Regions from separate parts of the Mus musculus genome. Here all the other regions are linked to region 1. A link is a contact called in public Hi-C, HiCAR-type and promoter capture Hi-C data. All regions are on one chromosome and are shown on one strand. The core of a region is the stretch at or near the end of the contact, and the rest is flanking DNA. Distances in the headings are between cores, read along the strand shown.

Region 1 (2,883 bases), core at 272-2,771:
GCTTGTGTGTCAGTTGCAGACAAATAGTCAGGGGCCATTCTGTGGGACTGGAAGTTGGGGTCCTCACTCAACAGAAAGCAGAATTTTGAAAACTTTCCCAGATGCTGCTGAAGAAGAACACACGGTAAGTAAATAACTTAGGGAAGGTCACAGACCTGGTCCCTTTTGAAGCTGGGCCTCAGCCTGGGTCTGGTGGACGCTGGAGTTCCCTGTTTCTCTCCTTTACTAAACTGTCTCCTGGCCTGTAGCCATCCATGTGCCTGTACAATTCACTGTAACGTAGGAACATGGAGAACTCTGGCCGGTGTTGGCTCTGCAGAGGGGATCAGCCACTCCTCCTGCCCTGTCTAGAGTCTTCCTTAAGCTGCCCAACTCCCTATAACAGCCCCAAGGTAGGGTGGAACAATCGGACCTTATATCCTAACGCCGCGTACCTTCACTGGTTTGCTAGACTCAGAGACACCCCCACTCCAGTCCATAAATGTAAAGAATTGGATCTGTCTTAGTTAGGACATCTATTGCTGTGAAGAGACACCATACCCACAACAACTCTCATAAAAGAAAATATTTAACTGGGGCTGGCTTACAGTTCAGAGGACTAGTCCACTATCATCATGACAGGAAGCATGGCATGTGCAGGCAGACATGGTGCTGGAAGAGGAGCTGAGAGTTCTACATCTGGATCCACACACAGCAGGACACTGGCCAGGCTTGAACTTCTGAAACCCCAAAGTCCGCCTCCTAGTGACACACCTCCTCCAACAAGGTCACACCTACTCCAACAAGGCCAAACCTCCTAATAGGGCCAGTCCCTATGGGCCTATGGGGCCATTTGTATTCAAATGACCACGATATTCTATCCCAGCCTCCTCCACTGCCTGCACTGTGTTTTGTCTGTGTGAGGTTGTTGGGTCTCCTAGATTTGGAGTTGTGAGCTACCCTGTGGGTGCTGGGAATAGAACCCGGGTCCTCTGGAAGAGCAGTGAGTGCTCTTAACCGCTGAGCCATCTCTCCAGCCCCCTAATGTTTTTTAGTAGTAACAGAACACTTTCTTATTTTGTGTGTATGTTTATGTGTGTATGCATGCATGTCACAGCAGTGCACACACAATTTGTGGGAATCGAGTTTCTGCTTCCAACATGTGGATCACAGAGATTGAACTCACAGTGTCAGACTTTGAAGCAAGCTCGTCACCGGCTTCGCCTTGCAAGGCCTGAGTGCCTAACTACATCCATGGAAGAAGCCAACGCTAATCCCCACAATTTTGGTCCATTTCCGGCGTTTTCTCCTCCTCTTCCTCTCGGTTCAGCCTTCAGGGTGGAACTGGGCGGAAGATGAAGGCGGAGCTAAGAACTGGGGGGCGTAGCTTATCCGCAGGCAGGACAATCTGAAGCCTCCTAGGACCTTCCGGTGCGTGGCAGAAACTACAACACCCACAATGCCTCGCGGTCCCGTGACCGTGTAGTCGCGAGAACTGTCGGCTTGTGGGCGTCTGCGCCGAGAAACCGAAGTGTAGGTGACGGTTCCGAGACATCGCCGCCAAGCTGGGCACCGGGGAGATGGCCGAGACGGACCCCAAGACCATGCAGGACATCACCTTGGTGGTAAGCGGCAGCCTCATATGGGCCTGGACACCCCGGGGCCGCTCTCGGCCCTGGCGTGGGGTGTGGCCAGCGGCCTCGGCCCGCGCACCTGCGGGGCTCGCCCTCCGGTCGGCCCCGACCCGGACCCTCCGGACCTGACCCGCAGGGACACCGATCCGAGCTGGCAGGCCCTTGCTGAAGGCCTCACACTCCAGCCGGGAACCACCACCACCCCACCCCCCCTTCATGCCTGCGTCCTCGGCTCCCCAACGCCGGTCCCAGGAAGGGGGTCTCGGCATAGGTTGGGATCGGCTGACTTGTCCTGGTTTCTCTTAGGTGGAGACGCTCTTGCAGCAGATGCAAGACAAGTTTCAGATCATGTCAGACCAGATCATCGGAAGGAATATCCTTTTGATTTGGAGGCAGTTTCTTAACTGTGGGGGTGAGCGGGGTGGTTTACAAACAGATTTCAGTTAGTCATTTAGAAATTGCCTTTTTTTTTACAAAGGGTTTATTATTTTTAATTATATGTATAAGGGGGTACTGGGAGTGACTGAGACCAGAGGCGTTGGATCCCCTGGAGCTGGAGTAACAGGCGGTTGTGAACTGCCCAGTACACTCGTGCCCTCTGCAGGAGCCTCGCGTGCTCTTAACGGCCGAGCCTTTTCCCCGTCCCCACTTAGAAGTGTCTTTCCTGATCTTGGCTATATTGTGTTCCCGTGGAGGACTGTGCCAAGAGCCAGAGACACAGCGAGACCTACCCCAAGCCCTTGTTGGTGCCCCTCCAGAACACCAGTAAAGGGGTTTGCATGGTAACCGTTGTCTGGGAGTACTTCTAGAGTTGGAGGTGTAGGGAAGAAAACTCACCCCAGTCCCCCCGAACCCCGACCGCCAGGCTGTCACTGTAGCCAGATGAAACTGGGGAAGCAGCTGTTTAAACCAGTGGGCGGGGGCCTGGGGGGGAGAGGCCGAGGTGAGGTGATGCTGCCGTGCGGGCTCTTTAACTGTGCCACTAGATGACATGAGCAGTCGGATTGACGACCTGGAGAAGAATATCGCTGACCTCATGACCCAGGCTGGAGTAGAAGAACTGGACCCTGAAAACAAGATTCCTACTGCCCAGAAGAGTTGAAGGTGAGGGGGGGGGGTTACCTCAGCGTAAAACGCCCGTCAGTGCGACGGGGTGGGGGGGTGTCGTTGATCGGTTATCAGGAGACCTCTCTCCTCCCCACCGGTGAACTCCCAAGTTTTTGAAATACCACCCGAAGTGAGATCTGACGCCCTCTTCTGGTGAGTCTGT
Region 2 (2,883 bases), core at 285-2,784, 2.4 Mb before region 1:
GGTTCTATAAGAAAGCAGGCTGAGCAAGCCAGTAAGCAGCGCCCCTCCATGGCCTCTGCATCAGTTCCTGTCTCCGGATCCCTACCCTGTTTGAGTTCCTGTCCTGACTTCCTCCAGTGATGGGCTACAATCTGGAAGTCTAAGCCAAATAAACCCTTTCCTCCCCCAACTTGCTTTTTGGTCACGGTGTTTTATCACAATAGAAACCCTAACTAAGGCTTAAAGACATTTCCTCCATACATACCTTTTTAAGGGGGAGGGGGGATGGTTTGATTTTATTTGTATGAGTGCTTTGTTTGCATCTGTGTATGTATACCACATTCGTGCCTGGGAACTGGAGTTATGGATGGTTGTAAACCACCATTTGGGTGCTTGGAATCAAACCTGTCTTGTGTAAGAACATTAAGTGCTCTTAACCACAGAGCCATCCCCCTAGCCCCACTAGCTCCCTTTGACCACTCTCCCGACCAGTCAGTCACATACAAAGAAGTCATTCTGCCCACAAGGTTCATGAGTGGCTGAATGGGAACTGCCGAAGCCCTTGCACTTGCTGGGGTATTTATTCTACTTCGTAACTCTCCCTGGTACAGTTGGCAGGAATCTGGACCTGGAATCTGAACAAGAAAGCCTAGCGTCATGCTGAACAATTCTCAAAAATGCCTGCTTCAGAATTCCTGGAGTCTGAGTATGTCCCCAAGGCAAAGGGACTCTGCAGTTGAGCCCATTGGCCCTGTGATACCCAGGTCCAATGTAGTAGGTGGCATGATGACGATAGATGTCGGTTATGAAATGTGACAGACTCAACTTCCCATTCCTGATTTTGGTGTAAAGGAAGGCCCATTGGCAAAGAAATGCAGGTGACCTCTAGACGCTGAAAAAGGCAAGATCCTTGGAAGAACAAGCCCAGCTGACACCTTGCTTTCAGCCGACTAGATCCACCTCAGACTCTTCCCTCTTCAGAGATAAGAGAGAATTAGTCTGTGGGGGCTGGGCTGTAGCTCAGCTGGCAGAGTACACGTCTAAGGCACTGGGTTCAATCTTTAACGCTACCACTAGGCTTAGTAAAACCCCAGGAGTATGGAGGTAGTGGTAAGAGAATAAGGAGTTCAAGGACTCCTTGATTATATGGGGATTCTGAGGCCAGGCGGGGCCTCAAAGAATAAGATAAGTTTGTTTTGTTTTGTTTTTAGTGTGCTACCGATCAAATCCAGGGCCTTAAGCATGCTAATCAAATAGTCTACAATATAAAATTTATTCCTAATAACAATAAATCAACGGTCAAAAAAAAAAGGTTAAACCTGAAAGCATCTCTTTCTCTTCTATCCAGCTGTTGCCTGAGCTCAGGTCCCTAGGAAGTAGAAAGTGTGGGTTCATGGAACCTATCCAATTCACCTGTTCTCCCAGCACATGGGACTTCAACCTCCAACACGCGCTCGCCGCGGCCGGCGGGCGGCGCTGCGGCCACCGACCGGCCGGATGCTAATGAGCCCGGAGGCCCCGCCCCCTGCCGGAAGTGGCTGCGGCGGGGGCGGGCACTGCGAGAGGGGCCTGGCGGCCGTGCGGGAGCCATGGCGGCCACGGAGGCGGCGGCGGCCGATTCTGCGGGTCCGGCCCCGGGTGTCCCGGCCACGCCGGCGAGCACGCGGGGAGCCGCCGCCGCCTCTAGCCCGTGGAGGCCGCCCGAGTCGCGACTGCAAGGCAGCCGGCCGAGACCGGCCAGGGCTCGGGCCGCGGCCCCGGTGCCACCGGCCCGGGAGCTGATCCAGCCGACTGTGAGCGAGCTGTCCCGGGCTGTGCGCACCAATATTCTGTGCACCGTGCGCGGCTGCGGCAAGATCCTGCCCAACAGCCCTGCGCTCAACATGCACCTCGTCAAGAGCCACCGACTGCAGGTGAGCGGGCCGCGGCGGGGACGCGGGCGCGGGGTGTGCGGGGTTTGCGCCGTGCCCTGCCACCTGCGCCCGACCGACCGAGCACGGCGAGAGCGCGGGGGAGCGCGCACAACGCACCGGGCAAGCAGCTTCTCGGTGGCGTGCCCACAACACCTCGGGGAGCCTGCCTGTTTACTCAGGTTCCAAGGATGAGCGACAGGTGATGTCGCCAAGGCACCCAGATGCAACCCCGCAGGCTTTCCGCCCCTCCCACGAAACTGCCGGTGGGTCCTACCTGGTCACTCAAAAGCGGCTGCGGGTTGGGTTGGACTCTGGGCACTTGAGCTGCAAGTTTCACGAGGCTGCTGAGATCAACTCTGCGCAGGAAGGAGAGGGGAGGGAGGTTTCTCCCGTGGATCTGTAAGGAGGAGGTTCACCGGTAGCTGGTATGACGGATGTCTGACCAAGACCTCTCCGTGTTACATAAATGGGGACGGTGGCTTTCAAACCCATGGTATACTCTGGAAGCTTGGGGGAGGAAATCAGATGTTAGGGCCCCCATGCCAGACCTGTTAAGTCACAGCTGCTCAGCTTTTACAGTAGAAAGCTTCCTTTCACCGTCAGATCTCAGTGCCCCCAGTGCTCCAACTGGAAAACGCAAGTCACTGAAAGCAGTTTTGTGCGCCTTTCCCCTGGTCAGATTTGAGTCATTACTTGGAGGGTTGCAGGATCTCTCTGACCTGCAGGTGAATTCACCGTGGGCATCCCCCACCCCCACCCCTGAGAACTCCCCAACTGTAACTTTTAGGTTTTACTCTGTAGTAAGGCCAATAAGTGTAGTAAGGCCAACAAAAGGCAACAGTGATGTCAGGGAAAGGTCAGTCAGGAAATGTCAGCAGGGGCAAGCTGAGGAAGTTCTGTGTAAAGGTTTGAGCCTCGTTCCAGAACACAACTCACTACAGGCTCCAACCTGAAGCTTCCTCTTTCATCCTAAATGTTAAATTCTCTCTTT
Region 3 (2,883 bases), core at 184-2,683, 2.4 Mb before region 1:
AAAATTTTTTTTATATGTATGGATGTTTTGCCAGCATGTCTGTGTACCGCAGGCTGCGAGCCCTGCATGCTAGGAGACCAGAGAAGAGCATTGGATCCTCTGAACTCGAGTTAGTCATGAGCTACCATGTAGGTTCTGGGTATTGAACCTGGGCCCTCTGCAAGAGCAGCCAGTGCTCTTAAACTCCTTAGCTATCTTTCCAGCCCATATTTTTCCATTTTCTTAAACTCGTGTTTTTACACACATGGTGTGCACATCAGGTACCCCTGCTCTCTTCCTCACCTGCCTTAGTCCCTTGAGACAGTTTCTCAGTGAGCCTGAAGCTTACCATTTTCAGGTTAGGCTTCCTGGCTTACAAGCCCATGCATTTCTTCTCGAATGGGCTTGAGAAAGAAGATGGCTCCGTCATACAGTGCTTGCCACACAGGTAGAGAAAACAGAGTTAAGGGCCCCAGTACCCACACAAAAAGCCAATTGCTATAATGAATGAAAGCCTTTAATTCCAGCGCCAGGAAGCAGAGACAGGAGGATTCCTAGAGCTTGCCAGCTAGCCAGGCTAGCCAAATCAGTGAACTCTGGGTTCAGCGAGAGAACATGTCTCAAAAAAAAAAAAATAAATAAATAAATAAATAAAAATAAGGTGACTGAGGGCTGGAGAAATGGCTCAGCAGTTAAGAGCACTTGCTACTCTTGCCAAAGACCCACGTTCGTTCCTGGCACCCACATAGCAACTTACAACAGCCAATAATTCCACTTGCAGGGTAGGGCGTGTGCCATTTCTATGTCAACCATTTCCAACTCGTGCCCTTTTTCATTTTTGCCTAGGTTCTAGATTTCTGTTTTGGACGGGGTTTCATTCCGCCCCTTTTTTTCCGGCTCTCTGAATTCACTAAGGGCTGGGTCCTGAAAGGATGGCCTTCTGAGGGCTCCCAAGGCTCACGGCAGACGGAATCTCGCGCCCACGCCTTCCCACCTGGTTTCTCCCTTTTACTAATAGTCCCTGCACACTCCTTCATGCCGCATAAGTTCCTTCCCTCCCTCCAAGAGGCTCCCTACACGCTACAAGCTGAGAGTTTACCCTTCCTTCAGAAGATCAAGAGGGCTGCATCAAGCTCCTTCCATTGAAACCTCAACCACGCCCCCACAGACCACGCCTATCAAACGGCTCCTCCCTGAGGCCCAAGCGGCTCCCTAGGCCCCGCCCAGTCCAGGCTACCCCAGAACCGTACCCCATCTTCGTCTCGCTTACCCACCCTGAAGATTGCTTCCTTCCGCGGCTCTGCCGCCCGTGAAGTGTCTAGGGAGTGTTCCCCGGGGTGAGGACGTGGCCACAGCCACTCAGACGCTCCTACGGGGCCGCGAGGTAAGGAAGGTCCGGAGCGGCAAGTCGCGGCCCCCAAGAGCCGGGCTGTTGCCCTAGGTTACGGCCGCGTCGGAGGCGGGCCTAGGTGCAGGCATGCCGGAAGTGACGTAACCCCGCAACAAACCAGCTCAAGGGCGGAGTCCCCTCTGAGGGCGGGGCTAAGGAGCATTCCCGTCGCTCTGTGCGTGGTTGCTAGGTGCCGCGTTGCCAGACGCTTCGAGAGCTTCGCAGGCACTGGCGACGTTGGGCGGCCAAGTTGCGCTGCAACAGCCTTTTGCCTTCTAGAAGGAATGCCTCAGAGGCCACACAAACAGTGTCTGGAGATTTGGCCACTTCTTCCTTTGGGCAGAATCGTCCCTTCCTTCTTGGGATCCCGTGTTGAAAGCGAGAGCAGAACTTCGCGGGACGACTCATTCCTAGTTGCATAATTTTGAGACCGAGTCTTCCTTGTTTTGTAGCCTGGTGCGGTCTCGAACTCATGGCAACCCTCCTTCCTCGATGTCCTAAATCAACATTGAAGGGATCGAGGGCGTGGGCTTCCACACCTGCTGACAGGAAGGATTTCTGGTTTTGTTCTTTTTGGTGCTGCCCACTTTAGTGGGGCAGAAGCAGCAGTTTCTCGCGAGGGGGCCGCCCACTTCTCCACTATGCTGCCCTTGGTGCCCAACTCATGTCTAGTTCCAAGGTCCCTTTGCTTTCTGGTTTAAAAAGTATTAAGAAAACAAGTCTCCAAAAGCAGGCTGAGTCAAAGGCTTTTGGAAAAAATGGCTAAGAATTACTACTTTTTACACTTATAGCATTATATAATATATATACAGTATAGCATATATACAATCGATAGCATAGATTTATAGCATTAACGGCCTCTAAAGATGTGATGTATATGACACATGAAGTTGGAACAAAGTCCTCTTCTAGACTGTGAATATTTGTTATTTCCCCCATATATATGAGGGAAATACTTTAACAAGCATATATGATAGATATTGTAATTATATTGCTATACCAGCGTATCTAATGGGCTATGACACATATTTCTAAAATTTTCTATGTATTTTTGGATTTATGCGTATGAGTGTTCTGCCTGTGTATATGTATGTACACCATGTTCATACTGGACAGTCATAAAGACACACTCTTTCATTGTTTTCTAGGTTCGCCTGCTAGACAGCGAGTCTGTCACCAAGATGTGTCTCCGTTCCTCGGTGTTTTGAGGTAGGCTTTCACTATGACGTCTAGTCTGGCCTCCAACAGCTTCCTTCTGTCTCTGAATGCTGGAATTACAAGCACATGCCACCAGACCTGGCCACTCAACCATGATCTTTACAACCGAAGGTAGACAAGTCTTTTCAACAGCCACAGAAAAGCTCAGAAGTGGGGGTGGGGAAGGGGGCAGGTCAAATTTTCCAGTCTGCTGCAGCAGAGTCTGCAGTTCCATACCACTGGTCTTTTTCATACCAGATACTGTGTGGGGCGCCCTCTAGTGGTTCTACTAAAACCCAACATAGTCAGCCTCCAAA
Region 4 (2,883 bases), core at 132-2,631, 2.2 Mb after region 1:
ACCACTGCCAGAGAAGAAACAGATGTCCTCTAACCTCCAAAGACATGCATGCCCCTCTCTCTCTCTCTCTCTCTCTCTCTCTCTCTCTCACACACACACACAATAACAATAAACAGAGTAACAGAGTAATTTGTAAAAAAGAAAGAACAGTGCTCAGACAGAAGCTGAAAACAAACATCACCCATCCTGTGCGACTAAAGGTTACTACTGAGGATCTTATACAAGAAAACAAGACAAAAGACAAACAGGACGTTACATTGGGCCAACAGACATACCAGTCATGTTCAGGACTGAAGGCTTTGCATACTTATTATAAAAGCCCCTACCCAAGTCACAATCCCACTCAGACGTGGGGTAAGATTACCCCAACTTCCCACAGTGCGAAGGTAAGGGGAGACAAGCCAGAACCCTGATGTCAACCGTGAAATTACACAAGAACCCTGCAGCAGGGAGGACCTGGGGAAACCGCTTCCTCACACAGCCTGCCATCCCACAATCCCACTTGGAGAAGTGCAGGCTCACGAAGATGAACCACCCCAGAGGTTTTCACAAGATAGATGTAAATCCCCTGCATTTCTACAAAATGCACAAAGCAGTCTCCGGCGTGCTGTGGCCAGAAGACAGAAAAGGCTGAAGCCCACACACAGTCAGAGCACTAGCCTGTGTGACATGCAGGCAGTGGAATCCCTGATGTTCCCTTCACGGAACAGCAAGCCTCCAGGACACACACACACACACACACACACACACCAACAAGCCATTCAGGCTGAGTACCGTGATGTATGTACACGGACGTAAGGCCTTCAAATGGGACTGTGGCCGCTTTGCGTCCTCATTATTCCTGCACCGGGAGGGTGGGCTGTAGGTTTGGTTTAGGGGGACGGGGTCTGACATTTTTAAAAACAGGATCTCACTCTGCAGCCCTGGCCTGCTAGCTGTCTGGTTTTCTCACTCTGCAGCAGGCCTGGTTTGGAACTCCACACCATGCTCCTGCCTCGGCCAAGTGTCCGTACTAGGGGATGCACCCGCTCACCCTCGCGGCAGCGCCGTCTCCAGATGGTGTCCGTGTGCAAGATTCGGCGGAACCTGCTGCAGACCTGAGCCAGGCTGGGCAGGTCGGTGCCGGGCAGCGACGCGAAGATCTCCACGAGCAGCTCAGGCGGGAGCTCCAGCAGAGAGCAACGCGCCGGCCCCGCCTCGATGCGCTCCTCCTCGGGGTCCGTGTCCGCCTCACTGTCCGCCGCCGCAGTCTCGGCCGGGCCGCGGCGCTGCTGGCGGCGGCGGCACCCACGCGCGGGGCCCACGCCGCAGAGCCGAGCACACACCGCCATGCCCGTCACCACCGCGGAGGCGCGCACGCGGACGCGCACGCACAGCGCTCTGCGCAGGCGGCCAGGCAGCCGTAGTCCCGCTTGCAGGCTCCTCAAGCTCCACCCCAAGCGTGACCACGCCCTCCGACCCCAACCCCTCACACGCCCCCATGAAGACTCGCCCCGCCCCTAGACGCTCCCACCCTTCCAAGCCCCACCCAGACGCTTCGCCCCGCCCCTTGAGCAGTAGGCCCCGCCCTACGTGTTAGGTCCACGCCCTTGTATGGAGCCACACCCTATTTCCAGGCTCCGCCCCCAAAACGTTTGGCTAGAAACTTAGGACGCCCAGCTGCTCACTAAAAGAGGGTCGCCGGGTTCAGCTCCGGAAAGCCCCGCTCCTAGCATGACCACACCCCTCCCACAAGTCCCACCTCTGACCCCGTTTACAGGGTAGAACGAAGGGGTTTTACCTTAAGCAAGAAAACAATGCAGGATGCCCCGTGTGAGGATCGAACTCACGACCTTCAGATTATGAGACTGACGCGCTACCTACTGCGCTAACGAGGCTCCTTAGCAGCAAGCTCGCTGCCAGGGCCTTTGCACAGGTGGTGGCCTCGCCATGAACAAAATCTGGCAAGGGAAACCATAAACCAAAGCTACCGTCGCCTAGCAACACTACATCTAAACTAACTTGCCAAGATTACCTTGGTTGCAAAAGGAAAGGTCTGGTGCTCAGTGAGGTGGGAGTTCCTGGTGTCCCCAAACCTGCTCTCCAGCTCACATTGCCCCGCGCAGCACAAGGCGTCTAGAAACTTCCCTCTCAGGAAAAGAGTAGTCTGGGGTATCCTCCGCAGCTCTGCCCTTAATGACCCTATATAACAATATCGCCTATTTTTTATTATTAAAATTAACCGTTTGCGTGGCGGTCTCTCATCCCAACTTGGGGCTAGGGGATCAAGGCAGGAGGATCAGAATTACAAGGTCACTCTTGGCTACTTAGTGACTTTACGGCCAGCCTGGGCTACGTGAGACCCTGTGCCTCCTAGCAGTCCGCTCAGTAAATTATCCCAACAAGCAAACAGATATTACCTAATGCATTCGTTGATTGATTAACAATAGCATTAAGCAAAGGCTCCACTTGGTGGCCTGTAATCCTAGACCTTAGGGAGATGAGTCAGGAGGGTGGGGACTTTTCAGGACAACCTGAGCTATGCGGCAAGATTTCATGTAAAAAACAAAACAAAACAAAACAAAAAAGACTTAAATTACCTGATAATATTAACATCGTGTAAAAGTGTAGCTGAGCACACGCTGCCTCTTGTCCCCGTGTGTTAATGCCCACGGGGGAGGGTAAGCTCTTTGTGGGCATGTGGCTGAGACCCTAGACTGTCTGCTCCAAGATGAACCCTTCTGGTCTATCATTCATGGGCTGTCAATCAGCCTTCACTGAACAACTGTGAGAGGGGTGTGTGTGTGTGTGTGTGTGTGTGTGTGTGTGTAGATGCTGTAAACAAAATGCTGGCGAGTTCCGCATTGCTCATTCACTGTAAGCTATTCCCTGACCTCCTGGCCT
Region 5 (2,883 bases), core at 203-2,702, 2.2 Mb before region 1:
GCTGTATACAACACAGCCCACTACAGGCCTTACTAATTAGTAACTCACAGTTCCTTGTTAGCTCTACTCAGCTCTGCTTTCCCAGACCTTAGTTTTGACACAGCTTACTTTTTTTTTTTTTTTGGATGCGGGGGTTGTCTCTTTGGTTTTTCAAGACAGGGTTTCTCTATGTAGCCCCTGGCTGTTCTGGAACTCTCTCGGTGGGCCAGGAACTCACAGAGACCTGCCTGCCTCTGCCTCCCCGGTGCTGGGATTAAAGGCTTGCGTCACCACCTCCTGGTTTAGAGTCTAGATACTTTTATCACTGCAGGTATAGATACTGTGTTTGAAATGGAAACTGGAAATGTATCGATCTTCTACTAGTAACTTCCTTGACTTTACTCCCCTAGTCTCCTATCTTGAGTATAGTTTATACTCTGATTCCTATCAGTGACGCCAAAGCCTTGCTGCTTCCAGGGTGAAAACCAAGACTTTCCTTGGGGCCTTTGGACTACGGGAGGCTGTGCTGACGCACTGAAAACCACATCCTGCCTTACTTTGAATGCTGCCCCAATGTTCTGATCCTTGGTCCTCATAAGACTTAATTCTCTGTAGCCTCGAGCACCTAATGTTTGCACAAAATGGTAGCTACTTCCTCCACTCCCAAGCACCTTCAGCAACTTCCAGGGACACAGACGAGGCTCGCCCTGCAGAGTGAGCACACCCAGGGGTGCTTAGTACCACAGCCTTGATCTGTCTCTGTGGGAAGTCTAGCCCCCACCATCCGAACATCTGGCCTTCATACCCCCTAGTCTTTCAGACTTTATCTTTCCTAAAAGGTAGGGATGGCAATCATGCAATTAACTGGACCCCCTCTCCTTCCCAATTGTACTCTTGTGCGGGGGCGGAAGGGAGGGCATATACCACAGAGTCCTTTTATCCAGCCCACTATCTAATCTTGGCATCGATCTGCTTTAAAGACCCCGATCTTAGAAACCTTCGGAACACCTTACCCCTACCGCGGTATTTAAAACCCTTCCATTGCTCCCGGTCCCCAATTGCAAGAGGAAAACACCTTCCTTGCCACAGCCTTGCAAAACTGCTTGTTTCTCTCGCTTCACTCGCGACGTCTTCAGCGAAGGCTTCTGGCGGACTCCGCGTTCTGCCCGGAACTAATGGACGTGAACGTAGCGAGGCGTAACTCCCGCGAAAGGAATAATAAGTCCTCGGCTTCACTCTGCGTCTCACTCCCTTCCACACTGAGAGCACTCGGTTCGCCGAGACTGGGAATTGGATACCGCGGAACCGCTAAACCCTTCCGCCCGCACCAAGCACAGCCCGTGGGCGCGCCCGGCGCTCGCAGCCCAGCCCTTCTGATTGGCTGCTGCGAGGTAGGGCGGGGCGCGGGGGCGTCGCGGAAAGATGACGCAACGGCACAGCTCCTTAAAGGCGCCGTCCGCACGCGCTGCCGATGGCGCAGGCGCGTTGTTGAACTTCCAGCTCTGACTCCAGAGCTTCACTCAGTCCGGGCGGGCGGGCGAGCGGACGCGAGGAGTGGCCGGCGGGGACGTGCGCGGGACTCGGGCGGGCGGGTCGGGCAGGTGGCGGCGGAGGAGCGGGAGGCGCGATGGCCGAGGGCAGCGCTGTGTCCGACCCTCAGCACGCCGCGCGCCTGCTGCGGGCGCTCAGCTCGTTCCGGGAGGAGGCGCGTTTCTGCGACGCGCATCTGGTCCTCGACGGCGAGGAGATCCCGGTGCAGAAGAACATCCTGGCGGCGGCCAGCCCGTACATCAGGTGAGCGGGCGCCGCCGCCCATCGCCTCCGCATCCCTCCCTCTCTCTCTGGCCTGGCCGCCTGCGGCTCCAGTGGCTCTGCCGCCGCGCCCCTCGGGCGCCCATGGGCCTCTCCACCGAGATCGCCCCGATCCCGGAGTCCCTGGAGGTCCGCAAAAGCCCCAAACACGGTGTACAGGCCGTCCTGGACCCGCACCCGCGAGCAGGGCGGGGCTGCTCCGGGAAGAGCCGCCCCTTCGCCCCGACAGGCCCCGCCCGGCCCGCGGAGCCCCGCAGAAGTTTTACCTCCGAGTCACCGCACAGTGGGCCGGCCAGGTTTTGCGCGGGGAAGCCAAAACAAACACCCGCGGCTTAGGCAGAAGGAGAACCCTGTAAGAGGTCGGTGGGAAGCCCCCACCCCCAAAGCCCAACTGTCACTTTGCCACTCCCTTGTTACAAACAGGCAAAACTGTTGCGAATTTGAGAAGACCCGGGGTCGTTCTTTGGCTACAGTTACCACCGAGGACCCAGCGATTGTAACCACCAAGAGGGCACTGTAAAACTTAAGCGACGCAAACCTTAGCCCAGTTTACTAGGTTAATGAAAAGGTTGAGACCAAGCTTATAGCATCGGATCAGAATTTGTGAGATGGGCTCCTGTCTTTTCTTTAGCAACTTTCCTTCAGGCAAACTGGTTTGCTCTTTTAATATGGGGGGTGGGGGGGGGCACTAAAAGGTAGAGAAAGTGCCCAGTAAGCTGGTTAAATATAGACGAATGATAGCAATGTCACTAGAATTGACAGATCAGAAAATGGAAAATTATGTGTATGCCGTTTCTTAGGGCTCTGTCCCAGCAGAACTCGGACACATATGCTGTTCTTGAATCTTTGCTTTTGGAGACCTTCGAACTCCAGAAGCAATCCAAGTGCCCTTGAAACTTCTGGCTTTTAGCCTAGCCTGGCCTTACAACATTGGGCTCTTTGTGGACTTAGGGGTCAGGTGTCTGTGAACAAGAAATTTAGATCACCAATATGACAGCTCAGGGCTGGCAGTTCAGAGGTTAAGGCAGTCAATCAAACTGAATTTCCAGGCCAGACCTTTCCCGTAACAGAGTAATCCTAGTTTGGGAAATG
Region 6 (2,883 bases), core at 233-2,732, 2.1 Mb before region 1:
ATCAAAGACCAGAGAAGAGGCCTTCTGTGGGGGCTATTTCAGAAGAGGGAGGGGGCATTTCCTTAAAATTTTCTCTTCCCTTCCCTTCCCTTCCCTTCCCTTCCCTTCCCTTCCCTTCCCTTCCCTTCCCTTCCCTTCCCTTCCCTTCCCTTCCCTTCCCTTCCCTTCCCTTCCCTTCCCTTCCCTTCCCTTCCCTTCCCTTCTCTTCTCTTCTCTTCTCTTCTCTTCTCTTCTCTTCTCTTCTCTTCTCAGACATATACTACAAGTTGGCTTCGAACGCACAGCCAAAGATGACCTTGAATTCAAGTGCTTGCTTCCAACTTCCTTAGAGCTAGGATTATATGCTCATGCCACCTTGTGGGGTTAGGTAGTGATGTAGTGTCCGAGAACCAATCTAGGGTCTTGTGCATGGTAGATAAACACTCTCCTGACAACTGAGGTACACCCCCAGTCCTATTTATTTATCTTATTTTGTTTTTAAAAACAGGGCCTTCTGTCTCGACTGGCCTGAAATTTACTATGTAGCTCAAACTGGCCTTGCGCCCACAGCAATCCTCCTGCCTCAGCCCCCCCTGAGTACTGAGCTTGTAGTGGTGAGCGACCATGCATAGCTCTGTGGAGCGGGATAGTTTCAACCCCAAGAAACTGTTCTGTGGACCCATCTGGCCATCCCTGGGGAAGCAGCTTGTGTTGGAAAGGCGGTGTCAGGGGTGCAGCGGGCAGAACCCCAGCTTTCGGCCCAGTCTTGGACTAGGAAGGGGAAGTACTGGTCGGCATCCTCTTGGTCATGGGGCTGACTTTATTTCCCAAGCCCGGCCCAGGATGGCGTGGTGGTTAGGGGCGCAGGGCTAGTGCTCAGCTGTGCACCCTCGGGGGCGCGGCCCGCGTGACGTCCCCTCGAACACTACCCACATTCCGGGGCGCGGCGCGGGGACTGTCGACGCTTGCCCAACCCCGGCCCCCTCCCCAGGGGCCGCCCCTCCCGTCGGGCCGCGCCCGCCTCCACCAAGTCCCCGCCCGGGGCCCGGCCCATCCCGGACTCCGCCCGCCCCGGGGAGGCCGAAGCCGCTGTTGCCGCCATTGACGTCAGAGGGCGGGCACATGACCCCGCGGGGACCAATCGCGCGCGCCAGCCTCCCGCAATCTCCCCGGCAGCCGGCGCGGCCCCCGCCCGCAGCACACACTCGCGGACGGACGCGGACACACGCACCGCACAGCGCGCCCGCGCGAGGCCGAGACACGCCCGCGCCCGCCGTCCCCGGCGCCGCCCCCGCCCCCCGAGGACCCGATCCTCTCTGCGCCCCGCGATCGCCCGCCGCCCTCGCCGCAGTCGCCAACCCGTTCGCGCCGGCATGCGCCCCAGCAGCTAGAAGGAAGCAGCCCAGGAAGCGCCCCGCGCGCCCCCGCCTGCCCCCGCGCGCTCCCGTTCGTCCCCGCGGGGCGCCCCCAGCCCACGCCCCCCCACCTTCCCGGCGGTGGGGGGGTGCGGGCCCTCCGCGGGGGCCCCGCCGGCCCGGCCCCACGCCAGCCGCGATCGCGCGCGCGGCCCCCGCCCCGGCGCGGCCATGGATGTGACGAGCAGCTCGGGCGGCGGCGACCCCCGGCAGATCGAGGAGACCAAGCCGCTGCTTGGGAGCGACGTGTCTGGCCCCGAGGGCACCAAGGTGATGGGCGCCGTGCCTTGCCGCCGGGCCCTGCTGCTTTGCAACGGGATGAGGTACAAGCTGCTGCAGGAGGGCGACATTCAGGTCTGTGTCATCCGGCACCCTCGGACCTTTCTCAGCAAGATCCTCACCTCCAAATTCCTGAGGCGCTGGGAGCCGCACCACCTAACGCTGGCCGACAACAGCTTAGCATCCGCCACGGTGAGTGGCCCTGCGTGGCCGTGGGGCTTCCCAAGCTGGGGTCCCTCGGGACCGAGGCGCCCCGCTGCTTGTCTCCGAGCGCGCGGCCCCCTAGTCCCGGCCTGCGCACGGGGCTGGGCTGGAACCTCTAGACTTGATCCTCCAAGGCAGGCTATGGGAATCCTCTTTCGTGTCCTGGACACTTAGCCCACCCGGGCTGAGCGCTTGGGGACTTTTGCCTAAACGCTTGCGTTTCTGATGTCTGGGACCCTAGACTGGGCCCTGAGGATAGTGGTGTTTGTTCCTTTTCTGAACTCGTTGCCCATCTGGATCTGAGCTACAGGAGAAAACAAAACGCAACCCTCTCCTCCATAAAAGCCGTAACCCCCCAGCGCCAACAATTTCCAGAAAGCAACTCCTGCGTTTGCTTTAGCCTGCCTTTACCCTTTTTTTTTTCCCCTGCCGGGCCTGGCAAGGCAAAACCGGGTGCCTGCCCTTTCTAAAAATCTCCTTCGCACGTTAGGAGGTTGGAGGGTGGGGGGCAGGGGGCCGAGGTCCTGGACCCGCTCAGACCCTGGGATAGTCGAGTTCTCTGGGTAGAAGCAGCTGGGCTGCCCAGCCTGCCCTTGCGTTGTCTGTGGAGCGTGTGTAAGCATGTTTTGTGGCTGCGTCCTGTTTTGTTACAGTTTTTTTTTTTTTTTTTTTTTTTTTTTTTTTTTTTGCTGTGTGGCCAGGGCCAGGTCAGCTGGATGAGATGGAGAAAGGAGGATCTTACTAGTTGCTTTCGGAAATCGAATCTGCAAATGGTGGCCTTCTTCCTCCTGGGGACAGACAGCTGTGGTGGGGTCGAGGAGGGGGAGTGGGGGCGGTGGGCAGGGCCTATACAGGATGCTTTGTGTTTTCCAACAAGGGCAGTTTCAAATACAGGCTCTGGCTGGGCCTTAGCCTGGCGCTTGGGGACTTATCTTTGTAGGGGCCCCCTTCTTGTCTAGAACGGACCGTACCCCCGTGGCAGGCTCCGTGGTGTTTACTAAACATC

What was found. Promoter capture Hi-C pulls out the DNA fragments that hold promoters and counts their contacts. Hi-C and Micro-C count contacts between places; a contact is called where the count stands out from the background. HiCAR-type assays count read pairs that join an accessible place to other places. Capture Hi-C pulls out chosen DNA fragments and counts their contacts.
Region 2: a contact with region 1 is called in a Hi-C map of B cells, with 5 read pairs. The contact joins the promoter of Atmin here to the promoter of Hsbp1 in region 1. A contact is called at or near these places in 2 of 39 promoter capture datasets (embryonic stem cells and liver), 1 of 484 Hi-C or Micro-C datasets (B cells) and 1 of 9 other capture datasets (embryonic stem cells).
Region 3: a contact with region 1 is called in a promoter capture Hi-C map of embryonic stem cells, with 5 times the contacts expected there. The contact joins the promoter of 1700030J22Rik here to the promoter of Hsbp1 in region 1. A contact is called at or near these places in 1 of 39 promoter capture datasets (embryonic stem cells), 2 of 484 Hi-C or Micro-C datasets (CD4 T cells and Th1 cells) and 1 of 115 datasets of contacts at active chromatin or transcription factors (astrocytes).
Region 4: a promoter capture Hi-C map of liver shows a contact between it and region 1, with 2.3 times the contacts expected there. The contact joins the promoter of Fbxo31 here to the promoter of Hsbp1 in region 1. A contact is called at or near these places in 1 of 39 promoter capture datasets (embryonic stem cells), 3 of 484 Hi-C or Micro-C datasets (CD4 T cells and the G1E-ER4 cell line), 1 of 115 datasets of contacts at active chromatin or transcription factors (thymic regulatory T cells) and 2 of 9 other capture datasets (adipose tissue and liver).
Region 5: a promoter capture Hi-C map of embryonic stem cells shows a contact between it and region 1, with 5 times the contacts expected there. The contact joins the promoter of Gan here to the promoter of Hsbp1 in region 1. A contact is called at or near these places in 2 of 39 promoter capture datasets (embryonic stem cells and liver).
Region 6: a HiCAR-type map of astrocytes shows a contact between it and region 1, with 4 times the contacts expected there. The contact joins the promoter of Cmip here to the promoter of Hsbp1 in region 1. A contact is called at or near these places in 2 of 39 promoter capture datasets (cranial neural crest and embryonic stem cells) and 3 of 115 datasets of contacts at active chromatin or transcription factors (astrocytes, embryonic stem cells and large pre-B cells).

The regions. Positions count from the first base shown.
Region 1 is chr8:119,343,017-119,345,899 of GRCm38.p6, forward strand. It overlaps Hsbp1 (heat shock factor binding protein 1), which reads left to right and starts at 1,522. Exons shown (of 4, transcript NM_024219.1): 1 at 1,522-1,604; 2 at 1,920-1,986; 3 at 2,597-2,717. The coding sequence starts at 1,560. The coding sequence ends at 2,715.
Region 2 is chr8:116,941,859-116,944,741 of GRCm38.p6, forward strand. It overlaps Atmin (ATM interactor), which reads left to right and starts at 1,535. Exons shown (of 4, transcript NM_177700.4): 1 at 1,535-1,892. The coding sequence starts at 1,569. It also overlaps a transcript of Cmc2 not described here.
Region 3 is chr8:116,977,526-116,980,408 of GRCm38.p6, forward strand. It overlaps 1700030J22Rik (RIKEN cDNA 1700030J22 gene), which reads right to left and starts at 1,434. Exons shown (of 3, transcript NM_027103.3): 1 at 1,254-1,434.
Region 4 is chr8:121,577,425-121,580,307 of GRCm38.p6, forward strand. It overlaps Fbxo31 (F-box protein 31), which reads right to left and starts at 1,382. Exons shown (of 9, transcript NM_133765.4): 1 at 1,034-1,382. The coding sequence starts at 1,331. n-TMcat17 (a tRNA gene) reads right to left here and starts at 1,877; the gene lies at 1,805-1,877.
Region 5 is chr8:117,156,529-117,159,411 of GRCm38.p6, forward strand. Gan (giant axonal neuropathy) reads left to right here and starts at 1,453. Exons shown (of 11, transcript NM_001081151.2): 1 at 1,453-1,773. The coding sequence starts at 1,607.
Region 6 is chr8:117,255,537-117,258,419 of GRCm38.p6, forward strand. It overlaps Cmip (c-Maf inducing protein), which reads left to right and starts at 1,483. Exons shown (of 21, transcript NM_001163262.1): 1 at 1,483-1,865. The coding sequence starts at 1,566.